2 separate regions of the Zea mays genome follow, and region 1 is linked to region 2. The links are chromatin contacts, called in public Hi-C maps. All regions are on one chromosome and are shown on one strand. The core of a region is the stretch at or near the end of the contact, and the rest is flanking DNA. Distances in the headings are between cores, read along the strand shown. Region 1 has its middle 64 kb from the start of LOC100282951. Region 2 holds the start of LOC100501486 (Malic enzyme).

The links. A called contact is a pair of places that touch in the nucleus more often than the background predicts.
Region 1: a contact with region 2 is called in a Hi-C map of tassel, with 6 times the contacts expected there. The contact joins the enhancer-like site here to the promoter of LOC100501486 in region 2. A contact is called at or near these places in 7 of 25 Hi-C or Micro-C datasets (leaf, root tip, tassel and 1 more).

Annotation. Positions count from the first base shown.
Region 1 is chr5:25,021,850-25,024,549 of Zm-B73-REFERENCE-NAM-5.0, forward strand. No RefSeq gene overlaps it. Among protein-coding and RNA genes, the nearest start is that of LOC100282951, 64 kb to the right of the region's middle. Within about 2 kb of position 1,337, at least 17 of the 20 cell types and tissues checked have an H3K27ac peak or open chromatin away from gene starts, as enhancers often do. A contact at or near this core is called in leaf and tassel, where this site is marked.
Region 2 is chr5:24,845,727-24,848,426 of Zm-B73-REFERENCE-NAM-5.0, forward strand. It overlaps LOC100501486 (Malic enzyme), which reads right to left and starts at 1,300. Exons shown (of 19, transcript NM_001196190.2): 1 at 929-1,300; 2 at 725-821; 3 at 468-586; 4 at 195-362. The coding sequence starts at 1,093.

The sequences.
Region 1 (2,700 bases), core at 87-2,586, 180 kb after region 2:
GTGTCATATTTAGAATATGTACTATTGCAACTATATTATCCCCTAAGTCCTATTGAAGGACATGTTATTTGCTTTGCACAACTATGTATAAATTGTGGTATAAGATAGAAAATGATAGCACCCCAACCTCATCTATTCTCATTATTCCAGATGAACAATGAGACATATATCTTGAAGAATATGCTTGAGTTATGAGGGATAACGACTTTGACATATGTCATCGTCAGGGGGAGCGAATACTTATATTGATCACAATCGTGAGACAATAAATGTCATATTCTATGCCCTGAAGGCGTGAGCTTGATGATCAATATGTGAACCTTTATGTAACTTTCTATCAAATATATAGATCTAGTCGATCGAACACCATCAGTCAAAGTGGCTTATTTATATTGATACATGCACTTACCTCGTATATCCTAGAAGTGAGTAGAGGTAAAGTTTCTGAAATAGTCCTTGCAAGGATATGCAATCCGTTTGCTAAATCTTTATGTGCATATACTTCCAGAAGAAGATGTTTTGCTTTATTGATACGGTTTTGCAAGGATCAGGGGAGCACATTTCTAAAGTTAGCCCTTGTAGAAGATTCAATAGAATCTAGATACCAGAGGATCGAAATATGTCCCGGTGACAGCTGTTGTACTCTTTTTCCCTTAGTGAGTTTTCTTGAAGTTCTCACATGAGGTTTTTAACGAGGCAACAAAGTGCAAATGCAATTTGTATCACCATGCACTCTTTCTCCACATTTTTCAACTGGGTTTTTCGGAGTTTTAACGATGCATGTGTTGGTCTTGGTATTCGCCCAAGGGGGAGTGTTAAGTAACCCTAGTTAGGGTTATATGGACAAATACCTGTTTTGCCTTTGAGGGGTCTCACATCTCTATATAAGGAACCTGTACACCCCCTGATAATATAGAGAAGAGAAATAGGCCAGACGTCCAACCATACATCATATGTCTTGTGTGCTATCTGTTATGCTTATAGGAAAAGAGACAGGTCTTTTACATCTTCTCGCGTCTAATCTACTGATGGGAGAGAAGGGAGCGAATCTGGTGATCCGTGGTAACATACTTCTCAACGGGTGAAACACGTCTAGGGGTGACGGTTCGTGCAACAACCTCGACCAAGAATCCCGACCGAATCTGTGCTAGTGGTCAGTGGTGTGCTTTCCTCGGGCCATGCGGCCTTTCTCTCCCTCGAATCTCAGCCCAGCTGTTTTGGTTCTTCGATTCGATCTGTAATAATAATAAAGCAGAAGATGTCGATCTCGAATCGATGGAATCAGCGTTGGCTGGCTCCCCCGGCCCGGGCCGCCAGGCAGTTGGCGTTGTGGGCTGCTCGGGTCTTTATCCGGTATATACACCCACGGGCCACGGCCCGATACTCAAGCCTAGGTCCGCGCATGATTGCTGGGCCCGGCAAATAAGTTTCTGTCGTGCGAGACTGCACAGTAGGAGGTCTGTGGTTGCAAAAAAAAAATTCATTTTTGTATACCAAAACGGCAACACGGGCGACAAAGTTGTGCAACTCCATTATCATCACTGTCAGATAATTTAACATATCTGTATAAATAACTAAGTAATCCAATTTTAATAGCTAATGCATAATCAGAATTTAGATAACGCTCTTCATTATTTGCATCAATTATGAAATTGATGATTGTCGATATATGTATACGTGATAAGCTAATTAATCTAACATTTTAGAGATAATCATGAAACCCTAGACTAAAACTACTACCATTATTTCTCTCTTTTTAAATGACACCATAAAATTCTATCTAGTTATGCCTCGAACTGACGAGGATTTATAAAACAGAGATACGAGAGGCGTTAACTTACCTTATGGAGCAACCTCGTTCAAAGGAAGGAAGATCAAAACCCTACCATTTTTGTATCACTCAAAACACAACTATAAAAATACTAGATCTAATTTTGTTTCAAATCAATAAAGATCTATGAAAGAAGGTAGATGTGAGGCATTAACTAACCTCCTTGAGGGAATTCTTTCAAAGAAATGAAAACTAAAACCTCTTCTTGTATTTTGCATTTTTTTTTTAAAAAAAACTCCAAGATCACAACCAGTAGAAGTTAGCTTGGTCGAACGGTTCTGGTTGGAAAAAGAACATACGGTCTTTATAGCGGTTATATTACAGATGGTTCTTTAAGTGAACCCCTACTAGGCTACTATAGATGTATTTTTAGTGAGGGTTCATTTGAATATTTACTTCGACTGTTGGCTTAGAGGATCGATTTGTAAATATGATGTTTGTCTTAAAAAACCGACTGTTGAGAACTATGTTACCACGGATCACCAGATTCATTCCCTTCCCTCCCGTCAGCAGTAGAGGCGCAAGAAGATGTAGAGAACCCGTCTCCCTTCCCATAAGCACGACAGAGGAAACACACGAGACACTGTATATAGGGTTGGGTCTCTGGCCTCTTTCTGATCTCTATCATATGAAAGGGTGTACAAGTTCCTTATATAGAGATGTGAGACCCCCTTAGTGGCAAAGCAGGTATTTGCCCACATAACCCTAACTAGGGTTACCTAACACTCCCCCTTGGGCGAATACCGCGACCAACACATGCCTCGTTAAAACTCCGAAAAACCCAGTGGGAAAATGTGGAGAAAGAGTGCATGGTGATACAAATTGCATTTGCACTTTGTTGCCTCGTTAAAAACCTCATGTGAGAAACT
Region 2 (2,700 bases), core at 50-2,549:
AAAGCCAAAACGTATTATAATTTGGGATGGAGTAGCATGCAGTACGGTTCTAGGAAACCACTAGTATCAATCAAATGTTATGGTTCGGTTTCAGATCTCATTAGTTGAACCCACACTCAAATAATCTCAATCTTAATCGCTACACTAGAGGCATTACTTGAAAACGTGCATTTAGACAGCACTTTCAGCTATACCTTCTCTGCTGGCCAGTTGTAAATCATTGACATCATCTCCCCCTTATCCTTTGCACTGAAATACATCCCACGGGGTCGTCTGAACAGACCGCTGTAATTTTCACAGACCAAGCCAACAGTGGGAGTGTATATTATCGGGGCAAAATCCTTGATATTGTCAATTAGCACCTGTCGAGAAGAGCGCATATTACCATGTCAGCACTCCAAATTCAGGCACATCGCCATTGTATCATTTTTTTTTCCCAAACACGATACTGCAACCTACGGGCTCACCCTGTAGTACAATGTCTCGTTCCGGTCGTGCAACCTGTTGAGGATCCTCCATTTGGCCAGCGCGACGATGGAGTCAGGCTCGCCGCGGGTATTGTGCTCCAGCGACCGGAAAGAGTTTACTGTAACGAAGCAAGCACGCGCGTAAGTCATAACGCGTCGCGTGAACAACGACAAATTCCGTGATCCCGAAACCCATTCGGCGCGCCACAAACAAGACGAATAAGGAAACACAAACGCTAACGGGAAGGGCGACTCACTAAATCGCTCGTACTGCTGCTCGAAGGACATGACCCGCGGCGGGAGCAAGCCGCGGAGACCGAGGCGGTCGCGCTCCGTCATGGGGAACGCCGTATCCTGCGCCCAAACGGAATGGAAGCCCCGGTAAGCTGAAACCGCATCGAGTCCACGCGCAAACCGCGAGATCGGGGTCGGGGGCTCCGCGTGTAGCTTGGCTACCTTACCTTGTTGTACCACGGATCGTGGAGGATGTCGTTGCCGCGCTTGTGCACGATGCAGGGCCCAGGCACGGCAGCGCCGGCGTGCGCCGGGGGCGCGGCCGACGACAGGAGGCGCCGGACCTGCGCGGCCCGCCGCGGCGCCGAACGACACATCGCCGGCGAGATCATCTGACACGCCGCTCGGTCAGTTGGTCGGAATCCAATGCTCGGAGCTGCAGCCGCGTCCGAGACGGTGCGGTGCGGTGGTGGTGGCCGAGGCCCCTAGCTCCTGGGAGATTTGAAGGGGAGGCGTCGCCGCGCGGTGCGGGCACCCGCGGTGAGGGCAGGAGGATAGGAGACCCCCGGTCGGGGCGGGGGGTATGGCCTGGGTAAGGTGGGTGGTGGAGGCCTGGTCCCTGTGGGGGTGGGAAGGGGTGATGCGTTGCTGGCTGAATCGTGAATTCGTGATGCGAGTGCGACGCGACGCGCACGCGAGAGCACGGCTCGTGGTCGTGGAACGCGAGGGCCGAGGGGGAGGGCGCCGGTTGGGTCAGAAGGGAGGTGAGTGGTGGCGGCGGAGGACCGGACGCGGGCGGGGACGCGGCTCTACTAGTGAAGGTGTTGTCGGCGACGAGTTCCGCAGGCCGCAGCGCGACTATGCGCATTCGAAACAATAAAGATGGATTTGCTAGGCGCACCAAGCCACGGTACCTCTCATACGAGACTATTTCGACTACATGTATAAGTCTTTGCCTAGTTTTGATTAAGAATGCTATAAATCAATTTGTTTGACTGTGCTAAGGTTCTATTCGAATCCACCAATACCAGTAATAAAGTTACCTAGCTAAAAACAACTATTCTTCGGCTCCATTTTTTTACCCTCTAAATTATATAATCCAGCTTAAATAAGTTAAGAGATAAATAAACAACACATATTATTAAGTGGATTAAATATAATCTAGATACCTAGATTATGATAATTCATAGACATGTCATTTGGTGCTTATATAATCCATATAATTCTAGAAGGAAACAAAGAGGGCCTTCCATAATGATAGAAAATACAAAAAATAATTTAAAAAAGGCTCCTAACAATTTATTTCATAAATAAAGATAAAGAGGGGCGAGGATACTCTAGCACATTGGTATAAAAAAGTTGTTAGAAAGATATAAAGAACATTTTTTGAATGACTCTTCAAATAATGGTCTAGAAGGAGGTTGAGTTTAGAAAAAGACTTGACATGCTCTAGGAAGCTAAGAGCATCTTTAACATATTACTTATCATGTCACTAATAAAAAGTTGTCATACGAGGGATTGCGGTTGCTCCAATAACTTACTCATCCTATCGTCGAAAACTAGTTCATCTCCCCCTCAAATGTAGGCATTTAAGTGGAGAAGGAAAAAACTATACTAGCGACATTAGAAGACCACCTGTATAAACTCTGAGGATGATAGGTAATCTACATACTATAAGAGCATATTTGCATCATCTGAACCAACTATTTGTTTTACTAAACAACAAGTTATTAAAATTTAGACGACTAAAGTTTAGTACTAGATTATTTAGATATAACGACTAGTTGTGCCGATCTAAATTTAGTTCATACGTTTAGATGGCCTAAAAAGTTATTATTAGTATGAGTTGTTTGGATCCACTAAAAGGATATTGTTTGATTTTGGCAATTGTTTTAAATACCTACCTGCTTGGGTGTAAATGATTGCTAGAACTAAGTCTTAGATGATGATTTATATAGTGGTATCCATAAGCATAACCTTAGTATAGCAAATGGTAACT